Linked DNA regions of Mus musculus: region 2 is linked to region 1. A link is a contact called in public Hi-C data. All regions are on one chromosome and are shown on one strand. The core of a region is the stretch at or near the end of the contact, and the rest is flanking DNA. Distances in the headings are between cores, read along the strand shown. Region 1 has its middle 500 kb from the start of Gm30904. Region 2 has its middle 43 kb from the start of Gm30904.

What was found. Hi-C and Micro-C count contacts between places; a contact is called where the count stands out from the background.
Region 2: a Hi-C map of cortical neurons shows a contact between it and region 1, with 2.2 times the contacts expected there. The contact joins two enhancer-like sites.

What each region holds. Positions count from the first base shown.
Region 1 is chr2:7,843,159-7,850,328 of GRCm38.p6, reverse strand. No RefSeq gene overlaps it. Among named protein-coding and RNA genes, the nearest start is that of Gm30904, 500 kb to the left of the region's middle. Within about 2 kb of position 2,613, at least 4 of the 459 cell types and tissues checked have an H3K27ac peak or open chromatin away from gene starts, as enhancers often do. A contact at or near this core is called in cortical neurons, where this site is marked.
Region 2 is chr2:8,385,113-8,392,282 of GRCm38.p6, reverse strand. No RefSeq gene overlaps it. Among named protein-coding and RNA genes, the nearest start is that of Gm30904, 43 kb to the right of the region's middle. Within about 2 kb of position 2,557, at least 3 of the 459 cell types and tissues checked have an H3K27ac peak or open chromatin away from gene starts, as enhancers often do. A contact at or near this core is called in cortical neurons, where this site is marked.

The sequences.
Region 1 (7,170 bases), core at 1,364-3,863:
AAATTTCATATAATGGTTATTTGCAAGGTACTCTTGATCGTATTTAGAAACTGCTAATACAAAAGGGTCTTTCACTTCAAAAGACAGTGTGTTTATTAAGTTGGGAATAAAGTTATGCATAATGGATCATTTATTTTTTATTACATTTCTGACTTATTCACCAAACACATTTTATTAGCACATGGAATTATCTCGTTCTCTTTAAATCCTAACTCTGGGTAATTTACACATGTATTGCATATTTACTTATGAGTCCATAGAGTTACTGATCTTTCATATCCATCTATATAAACTGTGGATTCAGTCGCTAGTCATTTTAAGACAAGATGCATTAATTTCTATTTGTTCCTACCTCTGCTCTCTTTTCTAAGACTAGATTAGATATTTAACCTCAAGAGGTTAGGAAATGTGTCATAATGTTTGGTTGGGCTACACAACTAGAATATTCTTTTTCACATAATGACATCCTCAGTTAATCAATTATTAGACTGATTATTCTAGTTATTTGATAATTATCAATTGATCATTTTATAAAGATTTGCTTATTTTTATTGTGTACAAGAATTTGCCTGAATGTATGTATTGTACTACATATATGTCTGGCACCAGCAGAGGCCAAAAGATAACATCAGATACCCTGAAACTAGAGTTACATTCAGTTGTTCTCAATATGGCTGGGGATTAGACCTGATTCCACTGAAAGATCAGCAAGTGATCTTAATTACTGAATCCACTACTTAGTCATTGTGTGTTGATCTTAATAGCATAGAAGAACTTGTTGTTATCATTTTCGGAAACAAATTTTGTACACAGTTTTTATCTTTGCTGTACCAAGCTCACCCTTAAATATTTTCTGGAATAAGTAATTCTTAGGTTTGGTTTGGTTTTTGTTTGTGTGTATATGGTGTGTATGGGTGTGCATATGTGGGTGGGAGGCAGATATGTGGAGGCCAAAAGAGAACACCGAGTGTCCCCATCTAACACTGTACGCCTATTTCTCTAGAGATAGGGTCTCACTGAAATCCTGGTTCACTATTTTTACTAGACTTGCTTGCCAGTGAGCTCCTTCTATCTCATTCCCACCGTGCTATGGTGATAGGCACATGTAGGCATCCCCGACTTTCACCTCAGTACTGTTGATTCAAACTCAGGTTCTATTGCTTGCAGAGGCAGCTATTTACACATTAATCCATCCATCCAGTGTAGGGAAGAATTAAATATTACTAAATTTCAGTATGCTTGGCTGTACACAAAGATGTTTTCTCTTAATCTTTCTATTTCTTGAACTTTTTATAAAGATAGACTTATTTTTATTGTGTATAAGTGTTTGCTTGAGTGTATGTATTACACTATATATATATAGTGTCAGCAGAGGCCAAAAGAAGGCGTATGATACCCTAGGACTAGAGATACAGTAAGTTATTTCTTTGTTTTGTTTTGTTTTGGGTTTTGGTTGGTTTTGTTGTTGTTTTGTTTGTTTGCTTGCTTGCTTTGTGTTTTTCTCATTGAGCTAACTGGAATTTATATTTTAAATCTTGTTTTACATTAATATTTATGTTTTTTAAGTTTTCATATGTGAAAATAGTGAATTATGGTCTCATTACTCTTTACTCCCTCCCTCTAACTGCCCTTGAGATCCACCAAGCCATATTATTAATATCCCCCTAAATTAGCACTGATCATATATGATTGTGTGGAGTCTTTAACTGTGGCATGGACAACCGACAAGCAACCACATCCCCAAAGAAAAGTGACTCCCTGTCCCTTAACAATCACCAACCTCGGATAGCTCCTCAACTAGCGCTAAGATTCAACCCCTATCCACTGGAAAGGAAGCTCCTGTGACCAAGGTTATGAAGAGCACGAGTTCATGAGTATAAGCATAGGAGGTAAGAGGGCAGGCTTACAGCATGACTATTGCACTTTAAAATATTACCAAGAGTGCCCTGCTAAGGCCTATGACCTCCCCAGATGTGAACTTGTGACAGATGTAGTGACAGCTCCTGTGGAGCATCCTTGGAGGCACAGACACTTTACACTAACCCTCCGAACGCTTCTCTACATTTCTAACCGTAGCTTCCTCCTGTGCTTCAGTGCATTCTCTTTTAGTGTTATCAGCTTATAGTCTCCTACTCAGACCTCATTTGTAATGTCCTGCACATCTTTTAATTCCTGGTTCCCTGACAGTAATGATTATTTTTTCCAGCTCCTGATTGATGTTTTCAGCGCCCCTTTCATGTGGCATCTGCAGATGTTATTTTCTACTCATCCTTGGATCATTGAAGAAGATAGGACATAGCACAACCAAACAGACCTCGTGCTGAAATCTTTGCAGGCGCTCCGAGGTTTTCTCCATACATGAAGTGACAGCATCTTATTCATCATGTGTTCCTTTTCTTCCATTTATCATGTGGTGTGTGTGTGTGTGTGTGTGTGTGTGTGTGTGTGTGTGTGTGTGTATGTGTGTGTGTGTGTGTGTGTGTATGTGTGTGTGTGTATGTGTGTGTGTGTGTGTGTGTGTGTGTGTGTGCGCGTGCACGCACATATAGAGCTGATTCTGCTAGACTAGTGGCTCCCAGCTTGTTCCTGTCACTTTATCAGTCTAACACTATGCCACCATAGCTACCTTTTTAGTTGTTCTAAAAGTGCTGGTTTCTCTGCTTACATGGTTAGCAGTTTACTGACTGAGCCATCTGCCTAGCTTATTATGTTTGATTTGTCTTGAATATCTTACCAGTCTTTTAGTCATGAAGCAATATTCCTCTCTAGGCAAATGTGAATAGGAAACCCCTCAATCATTTCAAAGCAGTTGATTATCTTTATTCTAAGAGTTCAATACCCTCTTCACAATAGCCCACATTCCCTTTCGCCTGTCCTAGTACTACTTGATTCTTAGCTTGCACACAAATGCCCCAGTCCCTAGTTCTCTACTGATTTTGATTGCTGACTGTCAGAATTATTTTTTTTACCTTCAGGCCAATATGAAGGGAGACATTTTGTTTGTAGTTGGATTACCTGGTCAGTGAGTACATGGGGTATGCTCCAGTGCTTTCTGAATATCAGAAAAAAATATGGAGCCTTAAAATAAAATTGCACCTCTACAACTTATTGCCTTCCCAATCCTAGAAGACTTTTCAAAAATAATTGCCAGTGTTCCCGTAACTTCATTAGCTCTTCCCTTAACACTCAGTAAGTGCGTCACCCAGAGCTACAGACACGATACAATTCAGCAATTTGAGAGGAAATTGGGGCCAACTCCTCTGCAGTATCTGAGACTTTATGTTTTGCTTTCTTACCTTTCTGCCAAGTTCTGGCATTTCCACTTTCTTTTAGACTCCTCTACACAGGGACTTTTTTTCATACTTGGACTCAGCCTTCAAAACGCTGTCTCTTGGGCTTTCAAGTACCTTCAGACTGATATCTAACTTTCCCCTCTCTCCTAACGGAGTAAACACTTTTACCTTTCCAGCCATTGGCTTGTGTCTGCCAGCACAGTAAAGCAAGAAGGAGATTTTGGTATAGAAAATTATTGTAAAACACATCTGTCTCCATGATCAGCAGTGCAGGTAACTTCTCAGCAGATGATAGATAATGGGGAGTATCCCTTTTCAGTGTAGACATATGAAAGTAGCACGTGTTTGCTCAAGCAGTGAGTTTTCAAGTATTCCTTTCTAAAAGTTATCTTTTTTCTTGGAATGCATTTTTCTGTCTTTTAAATACATGATTATGAGTTATTTTCTCATAAAACCTGGATAATAGAAGAAAACAAACATTAATGAAGCACCTGCATAAGATTTTCTTTGTTAAATATTTTCAATTTTTTCTTTTATTTTTGACATTATAATATATAATTTCTCCCTTCCCTTTTCTCCCTCCATACCCACTTATAAACCCCTGCATTTTCTCTTTCAAGTTTATGGTCTCTTTTCTCATTAGTTGCTATTATGCGCATGTATGTGTAAACATACATATTTCTAAATATGAACTGCTCAGTCTGTATAATGTTCCTGGTATGTGTGTTTTCAGGGCTGACCACTGAACAATAGCTATTTAGACATATATTGCATATATTATCATGAGTTAAGTAGCATGTGGCTATAAATACTTTAAAGCTATCTGCCACAAACTGAATATACTCTTCTTACATACGGTATATTGTGATCAGTCTTTCCTCTGTCCTAACACGCCCTGGATGTTCCCATCTCTCTACCCACCCAGTTTCATGTTCTGTCTCTTACTCCTCCAACCCCTACTCTCAGACAACCTAAAAAACAAAAACAAAAGGCACATATTCAAAGCAAACAAGCAAAACAAAACAGATAGAGCATCTCAAAATGGAGTCTGTTATGTGTGGGCCAACTGTTCCTGGGTTTGAGACCTGCTGTAGAGTGTGATTGGCGTGACAAGTGATGCTTCAATGGAGAAAATTGATTTTCTATTTCCCAGCAGGTATCAATTGCAAATAGCTTGCTAGATATGAACGGGAATTTGTTTCTATCTATCTTCCATACTGGGATTTTATCTGATTTGAGCTTGTGCAGGTCTTGTGCCTGCTGTAACAGCCTCTGTGTGGTCATATGTACATCAGCTCTACTGTCTCTGGGAAATGCTGTTAGAATAACCTCTTTTTGGTTTTTGAGATTCTAATATAATTTCATTTTCTCCTTTACTTTCTCTAAACCCTCCCACATATACCAAGTACCTCCTACATATCTCTAAATATAATCTGTGCAGTATGTATATAATAAACTCTAAAGGTTAACATTCACATGGAAATTTTAAGACAGAATTTGTATTGTAATTTTATTGCGAAGCTTTCCATTATTTAATCCTGTAGGTGTCTAGAAATAGAAATATTGGTTCCTGGAAATCATTTGTTCATAACTTTATTTAATTCCTTTTCTTTAATAAAAAACATATCTTATATAGGACTGTCTGGAAAAACTAGAGCATAAAGCAGTATGTGAATACGTAAAGTCTTCATTCAGTGTTTTACTTAGAACATTGGAGATTGGATCCAATGCTTGCAGCATGCTAAGCACAGGTTCTCCCACTGAGCTACCAGATCTAGTGCATGGAGGGGTCGATTTAGCATAACATTTATAGTCTATCATCTCACATAAAAGCTCTTAGATAAATGAAAACCAAGTTGAGAATTTACAATTAAAATTTTAAGCAGAAGACATTTTTTATAAACTTGCTAAGTAACCTTCAAAATGTTAATAATGGCAGTGATTTAAATATGGATGCTTTTTTTTTATTACTCAGAGAAGCTGAACTTTCTTTCTTCATGTCTTACTGTTCCCAGCCTTTCAAATCTGCTGAGTGACAGTTTAAACACAGAATAGTCATAACAAAAGAAATCAACCTGCTATGTGTTAAGGTTAATTTAATTTAAAGTGATATTTTCCCAAATAATTTATTTTTTATAAACTTTATCAGACAAATTTGCAATTAGAAACTGTTACAAATAACTTATTTTTATTGAAGTAAGAATCATGAATGGCAAAAATAATTAGGTTCTTACACTAAGAGGAAGTATGGAGTTTCCTCCCATACCTTGTATAGACTAATTCTCTACAGCTGTGTAACACTAGCAGGCACATTGTTACAAGCAATAAAGCTACATGCTGACACATCATTACTATGCAAAGGTCAGAGTTCCATTAGGGACCACTGCTAGTGTTCTGTGCACTTCCACAAGTATACAATTATAAGTATTTACCATGTAGAAGAATCCTGCTGTCTTCCAGTTCTCCAATGTTCTACTTATTCCACACTGCCCTACTCTCTGGAAACCACCAATCTTTTGACAGCTTGAATCTTTCCATTTCGTTTCCAAAATGCTAAGAGATTGAATCATGTAGCATGTAGGGTTTTTTTAGATGGATATACTTCACTTAATGACACATATTTAAGTTTCCTGTATATCTTTTTATAGTTCATTACGTTTTAGTAGATGGGAAAATGCCCCAGTAGCTGGTTCGAAGTCAGTGCCCATAATCCCAAACTCCAGTTGGCTCAAGCCCCAGGCCTGCTATAACATTTGACCAGCATGACAGATCAAGTTTCGATGCAAATGCCTTAGAATAATCAGTATGGACCAGCTGTCCTTCATGCTATGGAGACCAGAGTCAGGCAAGCAACCTGTATCATGCCTCCTCACTGCCTGGCCAATCCCTTCATTCTCAGGCTCAATGATCATCTCGGTGCCAGTTCAGCCCTGTGCATCCAGGCTGCAGGCCATCTCTGATTGTGTAAATATCCTTCTAGAAATAACTTCTAGACCTATGACCTATTGCTACTACCTTCCAATCGTTAGACCCTTCTCATTAGATAGGTCCACTCTTCAGACTCTCATCCCAAGCCCAATCATCTACTTAAGAGGAAACCAGACTATCTACCTCCAAATCTCCAACACCGAGTCAACTTGTGCAGCATACACAAGAGCCTTCCCCAAATCTCCTCCTCAGTAGATATTGGAATGAAAAGTTGTCTAGACAAAGACAACTTGGAGAACTTGAATAAGTCCCTTCTTCAAATTCATGAACAACAAATAACTGTAAAGATCAAGATCCCAAAAAAAGGAGAGAGCCAAATGATCCAGGTCAGCCAGTAGTAGAAACCCTAAGGAAATGGATGAAAATAAACACAAATGGCCTCAGTGTGTGAAACTGAAGCAAGGAAGCACCTGGAAATATCTATGACACTGATCAATGCCACCGCATCTGGATCTGACTGCAAAAGTATAGACAACAAAATAATAATAGACTAAACAGCATGTCATAGTACTGAAAATTCTCAGCACAGAAAATGATGCAATGGGCAGAGTCAAGAGTCATCCCCCTGGGCTAGCAGAAAAATAGGTCAGTCCTACATATAATGAGGTTAATAGCACAAATATGTAAAAAAAAACGGACCCAACACTATAGTAACATATTTGGCAGACTGGTTAACAATGGGCACAACACTCTAGTAGGAATGTCTTGTAAATAATCAACTTACAAATAACCAAAAGAAAAAGGAAAATTGATCAGCTTTACTAATCCCAGGGAAATACAAATTAAAACTGCAATTGGGTTTTTATTACTACATCTCTATAGTACAGCTTGGAATCAGGGATGGTGATACCTCCAAAAGTTCTTTCATTGTTCAGGATTGTTTTACCTA
Region 2 (7,170 bases), core at 1,308-3,807, 540 kb before region 1:
CACTGGGTAGAAAGCTGGACAGACCACATATTTCTGTTCCATCTTCATCAGCACCAATGAATATACTGATTGTAGGTTCCACATCCAGTGGCATATGAAGTCCCAAGGGAAAAATAACAAACAAAAACCAAACAAAATAACAAGACAAAACACTACTCCTTCACTAAAAAACTTTAAACAGTGAAGTTCGAGTTTACATAAATGAACAAGGAAGAACTGGGAGATTTTTCCTACACAATGTTCAAAACTTACAAAGCATAATGGAAATTTGACTTTGGACCTCTTCTACTCTGAAATAGTGAGATGATAAATTTTTATTCAGTTTCCTCATCTAGTGTACTTTGATATGGAAGCACAGGTAACTAATGCAGAATAAAATTATATTTATTTTCCTTTTTTGTAGAAAATCCCAAAACCAAACAAACAACCTCCCAAAGAACTATCATAAAATCATTTAGAAGAAAATACGTAAATCTTTGAAACTCCCACAATACAAGGTCAATATGTGTAAGTGAGTTTCAGCCCTAGATATTTATAGTGAAAAATTAAACATAAGCAACTAAAATACTATTTAGAATCTGTGACTACTAAATATTTAAGGATAAAATGTTATTCTGCGTGTGTGATTCTTACAATGGAAGTGAAACTGTATGTGGTAAGCAAATGGAAAATTAATATATTATGCCACATATTGAAAGGTTCAATAGTGAAATCAAACCCTGAGGTTCATTGCCCTTTCTATCAGAAATGGAGCAGACTCTTTGTTTCCTTTAGTTTGTAAAAATCAGCAGTCTGATTTTCAATGAACACTGGAATTCAACTGGTAGTAACAAAAAACCTTTTAAAACAATGGAGATACAAAGTTTGCACTAACCAATGTCAAGGTTTCCCATAGAGTTAATTTGTACATAATGAATACCACAGCATGAATAGATGATTTGCTTAGTGGAATAGATGATCTAGAAATAGGCTTCAATAGATACTTGATATTTAAATAAATTCACGCTAGTAGTTGACTTTTCATATTTATGAAAAACATTGAGAGAGAAAACTAATGGAGGAAATAATTATTTTAGCCTTGTAATTTCAGACATTGTAGTTTTTGTCCTTGAAATTTTTTTTTTTTATCAGAGTCAAAGTCTTGCTGTGCTGACCAGGCTGCCTTTGAAAGCATTCCATAGTCTACCACGTTGGCTGCCATCTCAGCATCTCTACTTCATTGTCCCAAGTGCTCTGGTTTCAAAGGTGGGCTCCATTACTGCATATGTGAGGCCAGATTGAACATCACAAGCAAGTGGAGGAGCAAAATAAAACAGACAAAAGCCAGAGTGAAAAGAGTGTGCCATAAGTTGAGGCAGGCCATGTAAATTTCCCCTTGGTACCTTGCTAAGCCTTATTTCCAAAAGATTCTATCATTTTCAGTAATACATCAAACTATAAATCCACTGTTTATGTCCGAGCTTTAGTGATATAATTGTGTCTCAGTAACTGAATAGCAAACTGTAGCTTTGTGGGGGTGGGGGAGCATTTAATTGCCACACCATAACTAGTTCCTATGGGATTATTTAAGAAAATATCAATATGTTAACTAGTGGTGTTGGAAAATTGAATTTTCACAGAAAATAAAATTAACCAAACCAACGTTTTATCTAAAAATGTAAGTGAATTGAGGTAAATTGTACATAAAACTAGAATTCTAAAACACATAGGAAAGTATTAAAGAAACCACTATGCAACTGGATTATGTGAGAGAAAATGTGATAAAACAAAAGGTAAGACTTCTAAAAGTAAAGCCATAACTGTGGCATTATCAACTTTATATCTTCAAAAGAAATTTTAAAAGCAGATGTAGCCATATAAGCAGAGAAAACGATTCATGGGATCGGAGGTTATGTGCCAATTATATCTCTAAATACTAGCATTGTCAAGAAGTCTGAATGGTACTTTTCATAAGACAATAGATGCACAGGGCTTTCAAAGGGAAAAGACTTAACATTATCATTCATTACAAAAATGCAAATTCAAAGTCATCATGGGGTACTCCCCATACTTAATAGCGAGACAGAAATGAAAATGCTCAAAATACCCAATGGTGGGAAGAATGTCAAAAACAAAAACACTTCGCGAATCATAGTGTCGATGCAAACTCTAACAATCTCTTTGGGAGACAATTACAGTTCTATAACATTAGATATGTGTTCTTTCATATAGGAAAGCAGTGCTAATCCAAGGGAGGAAATGTGCCTTAAGCCCATACAAGGACTCATTCATGGATAAGAAATGGTACTTGTAACAGCTGCTAAATGAGGATTTTTCAAATGTCCATCAACTGATAAGCAGAATTTTAAAACTGCTATGTATATACAGCTATAGCCATAAAAAGGAAGTTATAATGCTGCACCATCCCATAGTCCAGATTCCTCTTGCAAATAAATCAAGTAAATAAAGAGACACAGAATTTGAGACAATTATTCCTCTAACAAAATGAAGATGGCAGTGTCCGGATGTTAAATTTTGCCATAATCTAAGCACAGAGGAAAGGTCTGAGTCTCAGATGGTGAGGAGGACGTTGTGGGCTATAAATATGTCCAATATTGTGGCTGAGATGAATAGTGTGAGACTGTACAACTGTCAAAATTCACTTAAAGCTTAAAAATAAAACCTCTTACACTTTTTAAGTGTATACTTCTGAGGTTTGTGATGTGCCTGACAGGGTCAAGTATTTGAAGTCATCAGCTTTTGGTGGTATTTGGAGATACTGTGGACACTTTAGGAGGTGGAACCTCTCTGGTGGTAATGAATCTCGGGAGAGGGGTGATTTAAACTTTTACTGTCTGCATCTACTTCCTGTCAAGTCTTTGCTCCTTATTATACTAAGATATGAGATGAGGCATTCTAGCTATACTCCTGACAACATGAAGGTTCCTGTTGCCAAACATTGCTGACAAGACTCATTTTACCTTCTCAAAACATAAGCGGGATATACCTTTGTTCCTATTATAAATAGCTTCTTGTTAGGGGCTTTGTCACAGCAATAAAAGTAGCTAATATAATACTTCAATGAAGTTGACCAGAATAATTAAAAATCAAAATTCATTATTTATATCCCAATTTAAAACAAATATTCATTTTCTATCATTTTTATTAATATTTAGAACCAAATATTTTTATATACTTAATTGACCTACCTCCCCAGTCTTATTTTGCACTTGCTCTTAAAGATAACCTTCTTAATGAATCATATAAAAAACATTAAGTATTTGTTTAGCACCAAACAAACTAAAATTATTGTTCTCCCCTTATCATGGTACTGTAGAATAGTATATATTCTATATATAATTAAACCTATATGCAAAAAACAATCATGATATATATATATATGTATATATATAATGCATATAAACTGCATACACTATATATCTATTAAATATACTTGTATATCTAGCATATATACATATACTATATATGCTATATGTCTCTATATACTATATATTATAGTATATATACTACATAAGCTATATTTTATCATATATATTATGTTTCACATCATATATCATAAATATATGAACAAAAGGAAATGTGTGGCAGGTGATTGTGGAGGTGGTTGACCTCCCTCAGCGTCAGGATCTGTTTTAAGGATAGCTTTCCTAGTATTTGGTAATGACCTAAATGTCATGTGTGCCTCGAAGAAAACACCTCTAAAAAACACTAATGTTTGTGCAAAGTGCTGATTGTGTGGAACACTTGTGTGTCTACTCACAGCTTTTAGAATGGTCTGACTTAAAGTATCATTATGTCCTGAATTAAAATATCACTATTTTCTGATTTCTTGTTTCTCCCCAAAATTCAGGTGCAGAAACATAATGACGCAGGTGATGGTATTAGGAGTGAGAACACTTGAAAGTCAATCAGGTCATGAGTGCAAAGTCCTCATGAATGGTAATAGTCCCCTCACTACAGAAGAATCATAGCACTAACACCACCTGAAGATGCAGCAAGAAAGCACCATAGATAAACAGTTGCATGGCCCCTTTATATGAGAAAAATCAATTTTGGCTGACTCTTGTCATTCAGTTGAAGGCATTTTGTTGTGAATGCCTACAATGGACTGTGCAAATGTGGTTTACATAGTCAATGGGTATGAACATTAGGGAATCTCTTAAAGAATTGAGTGTAGCATATGAGTATAATGTGATTGAAAAAAAAAAAAAAAAAGCCCAGAGCGTGAGAAAGTAATGTAAAGAAAAGGAAGGAAGGGAAACAAAATGAAAGGTACAGTCTTTGTGGAAATATAATGACGGACCATAGTGCCCTCGAAAAGAATAACAGGAACTGCTTAAAGCTGAGTGGTGCTTACTCACTATCAGAGAGAGTTTATCATGAAGATATGCACATCGTTTAGAAAATAGCAGCATCACCCAAGTGTAAAATGTTGCTCATGTGCCTGAGATGTCAGCTGTAACTATGGTCAAACCCTGTAGCAATCAGGTGATTAGATAGATAGATAGATAGATAGATAGATAGATAGATAGATAGATAGATAGATAGATAGATAGATAGATAGGTGATGGATGGATAGATAGATAGCTGATAGATATAGATACTAAATACATGTAGTTTTCTTGGTGGTGTTTGAGACTGGTATTACCACATAGCCCTGGATGGCCTGGAATTCTCTATGTAGAGCAGGTTAGCCAGTCACAGGTAGAGATCTGCTGATCTCTGCTTGCTAAGCGTTGGGATAAAAATCCAGTGCCACCTCCCTCAGCATCAGGATCTGTTTTGAGAATAGCTTTCATAATATTTAGTGATGACCTAAATGTCGTAGATTAGGACAGAAGAGCAATACCAAGTCCTATTGAAAGTCTCTGATCCCAATAGCAGCAAAGACAAAACAAAGATACCATTCCCTAAGCACAAACACTACCTTATTTTCAGATCTCCTCCAGCACCTATTTATTCTTGGTGTTAAGTTTAACCTCCCTTCTAATCTAAAAGCTTTTCCTGAGAACAAAATATCCAATAGAAAGCAGGTTTTCAGCCTCACAGGAATCGAAGCATATCCTTTTATTTCCAGAAATGCTACCTGCACTTTATGTTTCTTGTTTTCTTTTTCTTTTCCTCTTTTCAATTTTAAACGTGAAGAATGTTCTTCAGTCCACTTATGCCCGTGCCTATCTGAATCACCCCTCCTAAATTATTGAGAGGAAAATCTCAACAAATCTTTTCAGTTTGGTAATATGTGATATTTAAGGCTTTGAGATGTTTCAAAAAAAAAAAAAAAAAAAAAAGCAGCCCAAGAGAAACAAACCATGCATTCTTCAAATCATGTAGTCATTACACTTGTTCCTGCAGACTTCCACTTTGTGGCCTTTCAGTTTGGTTCAGGCTGACTTGTTTTTTGAGTAGGATGACTCTGCTGTTTATGTAGAACATGTTGATTTCATTTGAATATCAAATTTCAACTAAAAAAGCTCCTTAAAGCTCAGGCTACCCCTTGACACGGGTTTCACCCATGCTGTGTCATGAGACTTGTACCTGCAATGACAAGTTGCTCTGGGAGAGAATGCGAAAAATAAATGTCTTCACCGGAGACAACTGACAACTAATTTCACTTTTTTTCTGTGTAATTCAGAAATACTCTGCTCTTTTCTCAAGTAAGCCAAAGCTGAAGACAGATACAGAGAAGTCCATCCTCCACTGCCTCCTTGACTTGCTTTTCTGTTATCTTCCAATGGTCCCATAAAAACCGTATAGCAGATTATTTCTTTTTTCCATAAATATTTTCTAATTGTATCCTGTTGATCAATAACTACCAAAGTAAACCTTAAGACAATTAACATTACCTAAGTTAAATAATATCTATTTCAAATTCATATCAACAAACTTCCAAATACTTATAAAATTCATTATAATTCTCAACAAAGTAAAAGCCAATTAGGGAAAAATAAGGAAGCATTGATTTCACCCAGGTTGTCCAATATTCTTGACAATTTCCATGTCATTGGGAAGCTTTCCTAAAACAAACTCACAAAAGTTCCAGCAGTCAGAGATCATCCCTGCAAAGAACAACTGATCTTGCAGTGCTCACCCCTAACTGATGAATCTTCAACACTACTCCCCCACCTAAAATGTGGGGAACAGAAACATTGTAAGGGCCAAAGGACGTAAGTTTGCTGTGAGGTTATATCTCCTAGAAATGACGTGGAAATTTCAACAAAATGGATATCTCCAATTCCTTTAACAATGACAATATCAATAGATTTGCTAACATGGAAGGGGGAAAAGTCATGGAGTCCTACCCCTAAACAGTGAGTTACAAGAAATTAACAAATGCTGAGAGTAGGAAAATCAGTCTTTCCCAGGTAGGAACCTTCTCTTAGGTTATCCAGTACTGAGTAACTGAGTGTAATATAATGTAATATAATGTAGCCATCAGCGGCTAAGGAGAACTGGGTTCCTGAAAGGAAAGCTGGGGCTGTATGGAATGGGCAGCAAGAAAAGAATGACACCAAAACAAAGTTTCTGATCAAGGCCCAATGTTTACTCTTTGAGTCTGAACTTAAAAAGGGAGGAGACCCATCCCACACTATGTCAGGATCTTCATTGCTTTATCAGAATCTCCTCAGGAAACCAAGCTCAGCCTCTCAGCAGGTAGTGGATTCTTGGAAGAAGCTGCAGATGTGACAGGACAATATGGAATGGAAGACTCCATTCCTGGTGGTCTAGCCAGCTGTGGCATAAACAAGGTCTTAATCAGCCTGCTCAAGCCTGGGGAAAGGCACAATAAAAGCAGAACTAAATAGATCTAGTAGGGTGTGTGTGTGTACACATATATGCATATATATAATGATATATTATATCATTAATGAGGAATAATCTCAGGGATCACTATGGAGAAGGTTGGAGTAAGAAGATTGAAGAAAATAATGTTATAAATATATTTTAATTTTAACATTTGCAAATAAAGAATAAGATTTACTAGTAAAATTTTTCTATCCTATTTTCTTTCTTTAGATTTCTTCTTCTTTTATGGTTATGTGTTTATGTTTGTGTCAATATACATACATGAACATATGTGTGCAGGAACCTGCAAAGGCTGAAAGAGGACATCAGAGCCCATGGAGGTGGAGTTGCAATCAGTAATGGTCATGGTCCAGAAGTGGGTGC